Regions from separate parts of the Sus scrofa genome. Here regions 1 and 2 are each linked to region 3. Evidence: chromatin contacts called from public HiChIP or PLAC-seq data. All regions are on one chromosome and are shown on one strand. Each heading gives the region's core, a stretch centred on a gene start, on an enhancer-like site or on the middle of the called end of the contact. The rest is flanking DNA. Distances are from core to core; before and after follow the strand shown.

The links. HiChIP or PLAC-seq counts read pairs in DNA pulled down with a chosen protein or histone mark.
Region 1: an H3K27ac HiChIP or PLAC-seq map of skeletal muscle shows a contact between it and region 3. The contact joins the promoter of SOX7 here to the enhancer-like site in region 3. A contact is called at or near these places in 11 of 47 Hi-C or Micro-C datasets (adipocytes, alveolar macrophages, epiblast stem cells and 7 more) and 1 of 2 datasets of contacts at active chromatin or transcription factors (skeletal muscle).
Region 2: an H3K27ac HiChIP or PLAC-seq map of skeletal muscle shows a contact between it and region 3. The contact joins two enhancer-like sites. A contact is called at or near these places in 3 of 47 Hi-C or Micro-C datasets (embryonic fibroblasts, skeletal muscle and subcutaneous adipose tissue) and 1 of 2 datasets of contacts at active chromatin or transcription factors (skeletal muscle).

What each region holds. Positions count from the first base shown.
Region 1 is chr14:13,943,623-13,947,654 of Sscrofa11.1, reverse strand. SOX7 (transcription factor SOX-7) reads left to right here and starts at 2,331. Exons shown (of 2, transcript XM_003359052.4): 1 at 2,331-2,770. The coding sequence starts at 2,533.
Region 2 is chr14:13,991,025-13,995,097 of Sscrofa11.1, reverse strand. The region is part of intron 6 of PINX1 (PIN2/TERF1-interacting telomerase inhibitor 1); the gene reads left to right. Among named protein-coding and RNA genes, the nearest start is that of SOX7, 48 kb to the right of the region's middle. Within about 2 kb of position 1,802, at least 8 of the 83 cell types and tissues checked have an H3K27ac peak or open chromatin away from gene starts, as enhancers often do. A contact at or near this core is called in skeletal muscle, where this site is marked.
Region 3 is chr14:13,812,464-13,816,540 of Sscrofa11.1, reverse strand. RP1L1 (retinitis pigmentosa 1-like 1 protein) reads left to right here. Exons shown (of 5, transcript XM_021073064.1): 4 at 1,131-1,230. Among named protein-coding and RNA genes, the nearest start is that of RP1L1, 27 kb to the left of the region's middle. Within about 2 kb of position 1,275, at least 3 of the 83 cell types and tissues checked have an H3K27ac peak or open chromatin away from gene starts, as enhancers often do. A contact at or near this core is called in skeletal muscle, where this site is marked.

The DNA.
Region 1 (4,032 bases), core at 1,082-3,581, 130 kb before region 3:
TCTCCAGACTAAATGCAAGATATTACTATTGGAGGCAACAATTATAACACGTATTCTCTCCGCCCCCAATCCCCGCTGTTTTCTCCATCTTTGCCATCGGATTTTGGAATCCACTTTTACCGCTCTGCGCGCCCCGGTGCCCGTGCAACTTCCTAACGTGGTGCCTGGGCTCAGTCCTCCTTGGGGACGCCCGCAGCCGGCAAGGGGGCGCTGTCCCTAGAGGCCTCTTCGAGCATCGTCCCGCCCTGGAGCGGCGGAGGGGTTAGAAAGGGTCGGAGTCGAGTAGTTGCAGGGGTGCTGGGCTGCTGCGCAAAGCCCCCTGCGGGGATCCCCTTCTCTCCCCTGCCACAAAGCGCCACACCCCTGGCCCGGCACGGCCCTAGGTCCTCACGGTTCCCGGAGCTTTTCTGGCCTGGGGATTTTCCTTAAGGAATTTCTGGCAGAGGGAAACGACCTAGGCTTCCGGGAGTTAGGGAAGTCCGCGTAAAGCGCGGACATGTTCTCTCCACAAACCAACCCCTTCCCGCCCGGTCCCCAGTGCCAGCCAGCTCCGCTACTCCACGTCGGGTTCCAAGATGCTCATCTGGCTCTCGGGACCCATTTTCCAGCCAGCGCTGCCCCGCACCCCGCGACCTTCGCTGGTCAGTCTCCGCCAGCGAGAGCAGCGGGTGAAGGCCACGGCCTAGGTCGCTGCTATGGGATACCTGCTGGAAGACAGAGGAAAACTACACACTCTATTTCATGGGTAAAGGCTGTTCTTGGATGAACATCATCTGGGGCTCTAGAGGTTAAACTTGGGATTTAAAACATCGAAGTGCATTTCTTCATCCACTTGCAGGGTCTTTGCTGTGGGGCCGGTCCCAGAGGGCGTGTTGCCCAAGAGGCACCTATGAACTCAGTTACTGCAGGTGGGACCCTGAAAACCGGGCCCAGATCTTCCTGACTGTATGTGTAGAGTTGTAGTAGCATCAACTGGCATGTATAGAGTTTGAGCTTTCCTATAAAGCCCTGCGAGATCAGTCTTACCATCTTCCTCATTTCGGGATTGGGAAAGAAAGCCTAGCGAGATGCCAGACCTGCCCAGAGTCATGCACTAAGTAACCCCAAAACTTAAGATAGGTTCTGACTCCAGACCTCACGTTCCTCCTATAATGCTACCTCCTTTCAGGGTCTCTTCGGTGGAGCCCTGCATATGGGCAGTGCTCAATAGATATCTGTGGGTTGGATTCCATGATCTAGTCAAGCCTTATAAGTGCCCTGTTTTATACAGTAGGGTGTGTCTAAGCTGCATCTGCTCACTCACTTATTCATTCACTTATTCAGCATTTCCTGAGTGCCTGCTGTGTGCCCGCAATGAAGTGAGAGCCAGGGGAACAGCCCTATTCACATGAAATGGCTTGACACAGAGCTGTCCTCTGAGCAGGGGGTCTGCGTCTGCAAGCGACTGCCCTGAGCTCCCAGGCTGGAGCCCTTCCAGTTGAGGGCAGGCCCAGAACCCGGGGGTGTCATTAGAAGGGGAACTCGGGAGCTCCCAGGTCGTGCCAAGGCCTAGAGACACGGGTAGGAGAGTACCTGACTGACTCTGCTCCGATCCTTCTGTTCAGAGGGGAAAATACAATGAGAAATGAATTGCGAAGAGAAGGGCTCTGAGGCAAGGAAGCGGGAGACCGAGACACCACAGACCAGCGTGCGGGGCAGGCAGGGGTGTAAGAAGAGAGAAATCAGATGGCATGGTGAATACGGGGGAACTGGGGACGCAGACATGCCCTCCCGAGAGCCAGGGAGCTGCGGGGCGTCGAGGAAGCCCTTGGGTGGACACCGCGGAGATCCCGACGTGGGACCCAGCCCTCGCCAGCCTCTCTGGTTGCCCAAGTTGTTTGGGGGCCAGGTTGTCGCCGCCCGGGGGTCCTTTTAGAAAAGCAGTAGGTGTGTTCTAGCAAGAACGCCTCACGGGCTGCTCTGGGGGAATTCATGGTCAAAGCCTCTCGCTCGGTGATTCCCAGCGAAACCTGTTTGGCTTCGGTTCTCCGTATGTACAATTCCGCCTGCGGAAGGAGCTGGCAGAACCCGGCCCGGGGAGGCCTCGTCCAGGCGGGACAGGGGTCTGGAGTCCGGGTCTCGCTCCCGGGCCCGGTGACTGCGGGCGGCGCTCGCTTCCCGGCCCGTGGCACCTGCGCGGGGAGCCGGCGCGAAGAGGGGCGGCCCGGGGGCGGCCAGGCGCGCATCTCCGGGAGGGACCTGGGAGGCGGAGGGGCGGGCCGGGGGCGGACACGGGAAAGCGGCCCTCCCTCCTGCCTTGCCTCCCGGCAGGTCGGAGCTGAGACGCGGCGGCCCGGGACGCAGGGAGGGGGCCCGCGCCGAAACGGAGGGAGGGGCCGCGCCGCCTTCGAGAGTCATTGGAGGACGCGGTCGCACGAAGCTGATAAATAAGGGGCCGGGCCGCGGCTGCCGGCCAAGTTGGACGCCCCGACCGGTGCGAGGGCCCGGTCAGCGCCGGCCTGACGACGCAAGCTAGGCGACCCCCGCACGGCCATGGCCTCAATGCTGGGAGCTTACCCGTGGCCCGAGGGGCTTGAGTGCCCGGCCCTGGAAGCCGAGCTGTCCGACGGCCTGTCGCCGCCGGCCGCCCCCCGCCCGCCGGGGGACAAGGGCTCTGAGAGCCGTATCCGGCGGCCCATGAACGCCTTCATGGTGTGGGCCAAGGACGAGAGGAAACGTCTGGCGGTGCAGAACCCGGACTTGCACAACGCCGAACTCAGCAAGATGCTGGGTGAGTGAGCGGACGGGGCGCGCCCCGAGGTCGGCGGACTGGGGGCTGGCCGCTGTAGGCCATGCGGGCGCGCGGGGCGGGGGTGGGACGGGGTACGCTCGAGGGGCGCGGGCGCGCGCCGTGCCAGCCAGGTTGGGCATCTGCGGGAGCGTGGGTGTGCGCGCGGGGGCCGGGATTCCGAGCGGGGACGCCTGGCCCCGGCCCAAAGTGAACCGGCGCGGCCCGCCTGGGTGGCCTGGGAGACCCCCTCGGGAGGACCTGAGCCGAATCTGGGACCCCGGGGCACAAGTGGAGCTGGGTAGCAGCCCGGCCCGGGGGGCCCGGCGACGAAGACCCGCGCGCATGGACAGGCCCGGACAGTAACACCGGGCCGGGTGGAACGAGCGTTTGCTAGCAATACCAGGGCGGGAAAACCCATCATTCCCTAAACCTCACCGCGGGCATAATCACAGAGGGAGGTCGTAACATCAACAGAGGTAACGAATGGTCCTGAGAGAGACCTTGTGGGAACGCATGCTGCTGCAACTTAATTGTTAAACCAACAGCAAAATAGCCTTGATTCGAGCCTCTATTTCCAGTCTCAGGAGTGTAGGGAATTTGACTCACATGCTTAGGGCGGCCAGTGAGGGTCTGTCCTGGAGCCCCACCGCTTCCTGAGGGCTGCTGTGCCGTCCCAGCCCCAGCTTTGGGACTGGGGATGGGGACGATCCAGTCGCCTCGGAGCGGAGAGAGGATGTTCCCGAGTGCCGGTGTCAGAGGTTTCCTTCTTCTCTCTCCCTTGTCCAGAGCTGAGCACTAATCACCTTTGCCCCACTCCTAACCTCTTCACCATTCGACCTATTTTTTTAATTCATTTTAACCGATGGGAACCTTTCACAGCATTTTGTGTGCCCAGTGGGCGCTAGGCCCTGTGAGAAGGGATAGTGCGTGGTCACCCGAGGCTGGCCTGCCTTCTCCAACCCCACCCGGCCCAGACCGAAGGAGCCTTTTCCCTTTTTTCCGTTGGAGCTCCTGGCTCCTTCCCCAGATCTGTGGAGTGACAGCTGACACTCATCTTTGTACTGGCTAAATCCACAGGCCCTCCTGCGGGTGGAGGCCCTTTCAGAGCTGATGGGGTGTGGGTTTCCAAGAGCCTCCTACCCATGGACCAGGCCCCTGGCTAGCTGCACCCAGGACCAATTAGTGGGCTGGTGTCTTAGGCAGCCCCTTCCCACATAAAAAATATTTAAAGTCATATTTTATTTATACTTTATACTCTAAAA
Region 2 (4,073 bases), core at 553-3,052, 180 kb before region 3:
AGCAATCCTATCCTGTCCCTTCATTGGTGCTTTTTTTCCTATTACATTCACCGAAAAATGTTAGTCTGAAGATCCTAAAAGTACTATTAAACCTTACATGAGTCCCTTGTCTCTGGGCTGGTCACCAGCAGGCAGCCACACACAGTTGCTCCTGGAGGCTGTATGAGTGTTATTTGCTCTGTTGCTCCACTGAAAGGGGTTGAACACTACTGTAGGCTTCACATACTTTAGGTGCAATTTGGTATCCAGAGAAAAGAAAGTTTTGTTACAGATTAGTTTTGACTTTTGTGGTGGGTGTTGGAAGGTGGGCCTAGGTTCCCCCAAGGGGGGTGGTTCCCAGAGAGCTGTCTGGAAGCACATGCTGGGAACTTAGACTGTAGTTTTTGCATGTGTTTGGGAGCAGCTAAGGTGTTTGAAGCATAGAAAGGGCATGGTTATTTTTGCAATTTAGAAAGATCCTTGGCTGCGGGAGATAAGAAAATAAGAATGAAGGCAGGAGGGGGCAAGTCTAAATAGGCAACTCAGTTAAGAGGCTGTTGTTCCAGAGAGGCGTGGGAAGCTTGAGCTGAGGTTGTAGCAGAGAGCGGGAAAGATTTGAGTGATCCTGGGGGCCTGGCGGGGAAGCCCTGGGACTTAGGGTCTGACTCGCTCAGGTAGCTTCAGGAACAGATGGTAGAGTGGGTCCCTGGGCTGAGCATTACCACAGGAGGAGTCAGTCTCTGGATACTGATGAGTTCTGCAGGGAAACATTAGCTCTCAAAACACAGGTGTCATCTGGGCCTTCCCTGCAGTCACCCCTTTTAACTTTGTTCCCATTCTCTGCACACCCCCTTGCTTTTCATTTCCTTGCCATCACTACTCAGTGTGTGTTTGTGTTTCACATTTCACCTGATACCATGAAGTCCTCTTCTCATGGACCCATGGGCATCTGCCTGAGCCTTTCTTCCTTTGTGCTATGTCTTCCTGATGAGCCTCCTGGGTTCTCACTCGGCTACTTTCTCCTGTCCCATCAGCTGGGAGTGAAGGGGTGAGAGGAGAGGGAACTCAAAAAATGCCTCCAGTGATTAGTTCCAAGTCCAGGGCCAGCACTGGCCATGGGACAACAGCAGTCCACCCCAGGTATAGTTGTCCTGGAGGAAGGAGCACTCTGCCCTAAGCTTGTGGGGTTTTTCTCTTTGTGTGTGTATGTGTGTGTGTGTGTGTGTATAAATTTCAAATGATTTTTTATTATAAGAGCAGTAAATACTCATTATAGGAAAAAACATTGCATTAAGAAGAAAAAAATGCCATAATCCAAACTCCCAGAGATAACCACAATTAAAACCTTGGAGAATGGCAGTGCATGTGTGCGCATGCTAGAACTGGTGTCACCACTTCCCGTTCCCAGAGCAGAATCTCAGTGTGCACACTGTAGTGCAACATTTTAAAGATCAACACACTGTCCCTTTAGTAGCTTGCGCTTTTAGCTCTGTCTTTGAGCCTGAGAAGCAGGCTGCTGGTGGGCCCCGTGCATCCTGGCCACATTCCTGAAGGTTCCTGCTTGGCCGCTGCTCCCTCTGCAGTGAAAGGGAGCCCGCCCGGCCTGTGTGCCCTTCAGCCCGATGTTATTCTCTTTACCTCGGATCTCCCTTGGTTCTGCTTGTTAGTGCGGAAGATAAGCCTTTTCACTCACTCGTCATGTTCTGACGGCCTGCAAGTGGCCCGGTAATCGAGGGAGAGAAGGCCCCGGCTGGAAGGGTGAGGCTGGCAGGAAGCGGACCTGGGCTGGGCCCCTTTAACGAGCCCACAAGCAGTTTCCATTCCCCGCCTCCACCTTCATCCTGTGCTCTTCTCTACCCCTCATCCTGCTTTTCCCAGTCTCCTCAGTTCCCTAGCATTACATAATATTCCTGTTAGGACCAGTTCCTGTTTTTCTAGCAAGAGGAATTGTGACTCTTTCAGGGAAAAACCCTGTTCTAACATTAGTAGTGGCTGCTGGTGGCCAATCCATGATCTCATATGGGAAACACACCGCTTGCTGGCTTCTGTGTTCCCGTCTGAGTCAGCGCACAGATGGGATTACCTTTCTGCCTTGGTTGGGTTCCCCTCTGCCTTGTTTCTTCTGTGGGACTGAGGTGACTTCTCTGAGGACAATTTAGCAGTCACTTTCACTGAGGCATAGGTGCCTTGGGTCATGTACTTCACCCTCAGGAACAAGTCTCCCAATATGCTGTATACTCACTATTATGGAAGATGTAAAATGTAAGAAAAATAGGGAGAATCATGAGTCCCCACTGACCAGAGTCCAGCTCAACAGTGATCAGTTGAATGGTCAATATTGTGGCAGCTCACCTCCACCCACTTTCTCTCCAATTTTTGAAGCAATTCCTAGACATCATGTCACTTCATCTTGTTTTCTCATTTTAGCATTTCATTATACATTCCTAAAAGATAACTCTTCAACACACCATTGTACTCTTTTCACACCTAAAAAATGAACCACATTTCCTGAAGGTCATCAAATCCAGTCAGTGTTCAGATTTTCCTAGTTGCTTCATAATTTTTTAACTTGCATGTATGTTTGAATCAGGATCCTAACAAGATTTGTATATTGCAATTAATTGATAGTGTCTTTTAGGCTCTTTTAACCTGTGGGTTCCAATTCCTTCTCTCTTCTGTTTTCCATATTCTGGATTTTGTTGATTTCATTTCATTTTCATACATTCTTTGATACATTTAGTACATTCACAGTTTAAACTCTGCAATGAATTCTTTTATGACATAAATTACCATCCATTCTGGGACCCCCTTTTATCATTAATTTCCCTTGCATGATTCAGGTGAATGGTTCCTGCCTTCGTGTAACTCCCAATGTATTCTGAAAGACAGCAGTTAACATTGTAAGCTCTTCCAAAGTACTAATGTCAAATATAAATACTATAAAATATAATGTGGGAGTTCCCATTGTGGCTTAGCGGGTTAAGAACCTGACTAGTATCCATGAGAGGTGCAGGTTCGACCCCTGGCCTTGCTCAGTGGGTTAAGGATCTGGCGTTGCTGCAAGCTGTGGCATAGGTCACAGATGTGGCTTAGATCTGGCAGTGGCTGTGACTGTGGCATAGGCCTCAGCTATAGCTCCAATTGAACCTCTAGCCCAGGAACTTCTATATGCTGTGGGTGCGGCCATTAAGTAAAAAAAGAATAAGATAAAATGTAATGTCAAATATAGACATTTCTATTATAACACAATATATATGTTTATTTAAAAAAATTACGTGTTTGCAAAATCCTGTATTAAAAATAATAGAGCTTGTGGGGAACATTAGGTAAGAGATGAACTGCTAAAATCTATGCAGTTTTGTAACTAAGACTACACGTTGTCTGCCTCTGCACACTGCCTCTTTCTCTCTCTCTCTCTCTCTCACACACACACACACACAAACACAGACACGCACGCGCGTGCATTGTTGCCTTGGAAGATGATTCAGGCCAGAGAAACCACGTAGGGAGATTTTTTAAATGCAGAAAAAAAAAACACAACAGAATGGACATATTGGCTTGTAGGTGCTGAGTTACTAGGCCAGAAGTGGGAGTTCAGAGCTGAGGGGTTGCCATTAAGGTGACCTCACAAGCACCATTGCAGGTTGGTTCCCTGGGAAGCAGACTCTAAAATGGGGTGTTAATTAGCATGAAGAACAGTATTGGGAGGCACTTTTTGGAGAATTAGCTGGGAGGGGTGTCTGTGGGGAAGAAGTGGGATAGGGGCGGGTGAAAAGTTGGGCTGCCATGATGTGGTTACATGTCCTCAGCCTGCTCCACAGGGACCTCTTCAGAGTCTCCCCAGGCCCTTCATGGCCCTGCACTGACCAGTCCCTGGAGCTAGGCCTGTCCCCCAGGAGCAGAAGTGTGACATTAGGCCAGGTGGCTGCTCCCAGAGAGACTGACCCACAAGCAAACCTTTCCTGTTCTGAAGTGGACCTGGGGACGCAACACAGAATTCACTGCCGGAGCTAATTTTAATTTTCTGAAAATCCAGCCAAAAGGGTCCTGCCTGAGCAGCAGTCCACGTAAGAGGTTTGGGATTTTTATTTCCC
Region 3 (4,077 bases), core at 26-2,525:
AGCCAGGTCTGCAACCTACACCACAGCTCATGGCAATGCCAGATCCTTAACCCACTGAGCAAGGCCAGGGATCAAACCCGAAACCTCATGGTTCCTAGGTGGATTCGTTTCCACTGAGCCATGACGGGAACTCCGAACCTGCCCTTTAGAATTTTGCCTTCAAATTCAGCTAAAATAGTAGGCAGCAGGGGCCTGGGACATGTCGGCGGCCTCCTTGAGGGCCTTTCATGACTGGCCCCTACTGCACCTTGGAAGGAGTTCTGGGACACAGGGTCCTTGAGCCCAGGAAGCTTCTAGGGACTTGCTCTGCGTTCTCTTTGTGAGGACTTTGGAAAGGCTTGGTCTTTGTTTTAGTATCAGAAATAACATTTTGGTGGTTTTGTTTGGTTTTTGCTCCTCCCCAACAACCTGTGACGGGCCGTGTTTCTCCTTTGTGGTAGCATCTGCGTCCTTTGGCTGCGTGGGGACCGCACAGCAAGCACTGCTGGGTCCTCCCCCTCTCTCCTAGCTCCATTTTTTTTTGGGGGGGGGGCTGTGCCTGCAGTATGTGGAATTTCCCAGGACAGGGATAGAACCTGCACCATAGCAGTGACAACACTGGGTCCTTCACCCACTGAGCCACCAGGGAACTCCCTCTCCTGACTCCACGAAACCTCCCTGCCCTGACTTTTTCCCTCAACTTCCCTTATTTCACTTTAACCTGTGACGTTGTCTGTATCTTAAAGGTTGTAAGTCCTTCTCAGTGTGAGGTGGGGCTAAGCAGTGACGAAATAGACTCAGGACCCCTGGTCTGGATTTAGGAAAGAAACAATATTCCTCCAGGCTCATCATTCATCCCCAGAGCTGCCCCTCCTGTGGTCTCCAGTTCTGACTTGGGGAGATGTGGGTTTTACAGTCTACTCCCTTCGCTCCACACCTACTACACACCGTGGGCCATAGACAAAATGGCGATGGCACCCAGGCCATCTCGGTGGCCACTCCTGGCTAAGGGCAGAGGCAGCCCTGCTCAGGATGGCCTGGGCAGCACCCCCAGGGTCTCAGCCACAGAGATAGCTCAGTCTAAATCTCAGCCAAGCCTCAACGTATTTGTCTATCTGCCACCCCCTGGCGGGTCTTCCTGTCATTGGCAGGCCTGCCTGGGTGTCCTGCCTGTGCAGGGGGGTGGTGTCGATGACCACCACTGCCCCCCCCCGCCCCCGCTGGGTGTGGGACAGACCAGAGAGCTGGAGAGTGAGTTAGAAGTCAAAGGCCTCCTGGGGTCAGCGCCGAGGTCATCCCAGGAGCCACTCTCCTCGTCCCAGCTGCATGATGCTGGCTCTGCAGCCCAGGAAATTGTGGAAGTCCCCTTCCTGGGTTAATGGTTGGCGTCTGTGCCTGCCCCTGCCCCACCCCTAGAGAGGGAGGGGTCTCTTGGGTGCAGGAGAGCAGAAGAGATGCCAAAGCTGCACCCCCTCCCCCCCAGCTCCTTCCCAGGGCCCTGGGCTCCCCCCACCATCCCAGCCACACAGCAGTCTCCAGCCTGGCCCCTGGGACCTGCAGATCCTTCCTCCATCCCGCCTGGCCTGGGAGAGTCCCCACGGCCAGTGCATTGTCCCACTCCTACCACTTTTCCTCTGCTGCATTGTTCCTGTTATCAGCATCCTACATGCCACAGCGGCTGCACAGGAAAGCTCGACTGCTGCTGAGGCCACGGCTGGGGCCGGCGGCCGGGGCCCAGGTGTCTTGCTGGTGGGGCCGCCTGTGTGGTCATGTCTCCCAGGCTTGTTCTGGAGACTGTCGGGGGTTGCATGGCATGTGGCCCTGCTCTCCTTGGGGTGATCTTGCTCCTTGGTGCTTGGGGGGAGGGGTGGGGGACTCTGAACCCAGCCCCCCTTTCCTGCTGTGATATCTGGAGGCTCACGCAGCTCCTCCAAGTCTCTCCATCAAGGCCAATACCCCTCACAGTCAGAATCTCCACGTCTCAGTTTCCTTCTCTTTAGGTGCAAGCCTGCCTGTTTTACTGACAGGACCAAATAAAGGAAAGGAAAGTGTGTGGAGTGAGCGGTTTAGATGAGAGGAGGTGTAATGAAGTGGATCCCATCCAGAGTTTGGGGGAAGACGGGGCTGGCGGAAGGAAGTAGGAATCCTGCTTTTGGACTACACTGGGCTGAGCATTCTAGGTGTCTCGGGAGAGAAAGGACACCCAATTTGATTTGAATTTCAAAGAATGATTTGTAAAATATAAGTATGTCCCGTGCAGTATTTGGGATATACTTATACTAAAAGATTATGCTTCATGTATCTGAAATCCAAGTTGAATTGATCGTCCTGGCACCCCTACATAAGACTGCCTTGGGGGTCCAGAATGCTGCAGGGAGGTCTTTGGGATGTTCAACAGGATTGGGAATGGGGAGGCAGGGGTCCTTCCTGGATCTTTCTCAATCCCTAGAGTTTCTCTGTAATACCTTTTCCAGAATCCTGTAGGAGACCTGCCGCTGGATGTAGCTCTCCATGGCACAGGAATGCCAGGAATGCCCCGAGCCTGAGGCCCCCAGAACAGCCCAAACCAGACATTTGGGCTCAGGGTTCTTTGCAGTCTCCTCTGGTGGAGCCACCTCATCTGGGGATGTGGGTACAGACCGGGAATCCAGCCTGGTAATCTGAGTGGACCAAGGTAAGGGCCCTGGCAGCACAACCAACTTTGTTCCCACTAGCGGGGACACCTCGCCCTCTGCTGGCCAGTGCTGGTATGACAGGGCGTCTCTTCCAGGGCTGGGAGCATTCCCAGACAAGCCACTTTCTCGGTTTTATCTTCCACTCTTCCTTACCTGCTCTGTTAGACTTGGGATTGTGGCCTTTCTGTAAAGAAAGATTCACCTTTACGAATCTATGTTGTTGAAAGACTGTGTTTATTTTGCACTTACCAAGCAGAAACTTGGGGAAAAGAAGATGTAATGTTCCCTAATTTTGCCTTCCGGAAGAACTGGAGTCAGAAACTTCTAGAAACAAAAAAGTCCTCAAGAGTCTGTGAGGTAATGTCTCTCAGAGTCATTAATAGCAGTGGGAGCAACAGGACGGGATGACCATGCTGAAGAGCCTCCCAGCTCCTCCCAGCTCCTCCCAGCCATAGCACTTTCGACGCCATTTTCATTCACTGAAGTAGGAGCACAATTCTAAAGTCTCCGGCTTGTATGTTCACTCTTTGCTCTTCCCTTTTATTGACATGGATACTTATATGATTCCTGTGACTCCCCTGTTTTAGCTCAAGACACCTCCAAGGGACCAGAGATCTCAGGACAGAATTCTCTACATGGTATTCAACAAGCCAGTAACGCCATTCCTACAGATAATAGCCAGTGAGTGTTATGAGAGGGGTGTGTTAACCCCAGCCAGGGAGTACTTTTACTTCAGCTACTGAGTACAGGACAATGTAGATACTTGTTCGTCATCAAGGTATTTATAATCCAAATGAGAAAGTGACATCTTTGTAAGCATGAGCTTATAGCAGCTGCAAGAATTTATGACATATGAGCAGGGAAGACCCAGGTTTCGTGGGGACCTTAACAATTTGGGGGCTTCTTCAAAAATAGGACAGAAATCTCAAATGCATGGGAGTGCCCGTCATGGCTCAGCAGTAACAAATCTGATGAGTATCCATGAGGATGCAGGTTTGATTTCTGGCCCCGCTTAATGAGTCAGGGATCCCGTGATGCTGTGAGCTAAGGTGTAGGTTGCAGACGCAGCAGGGATCCCAAGTTGCTGTGGCTGTGTTGTAGCCCGGCAGCTGTAGCCCCAATTTGACCCCTAGCCTGGGAACTTCTATATGCCATGGGTGCAGCCCTAAAAAGCAAAAGAAGAAGAAGATTGCAAATGCATAATTTGGCTCATAAATGAGTATTTCTTCAGAATGAGAAAATTAATTAACAAATTTCATATTTTAATAGGTTTTTTTTTTGAGCCCTTCTAGATTCACAGCAGAATAGAGAAGAAAGTACAAGGATTTCCCATGTATCCTCTGTCCCTACACATGCTTACCCTCCCTCGCCATCAACACGCCCCACAACAGTGGTACTTTTGTTACAACTGGAGAACCCTCAG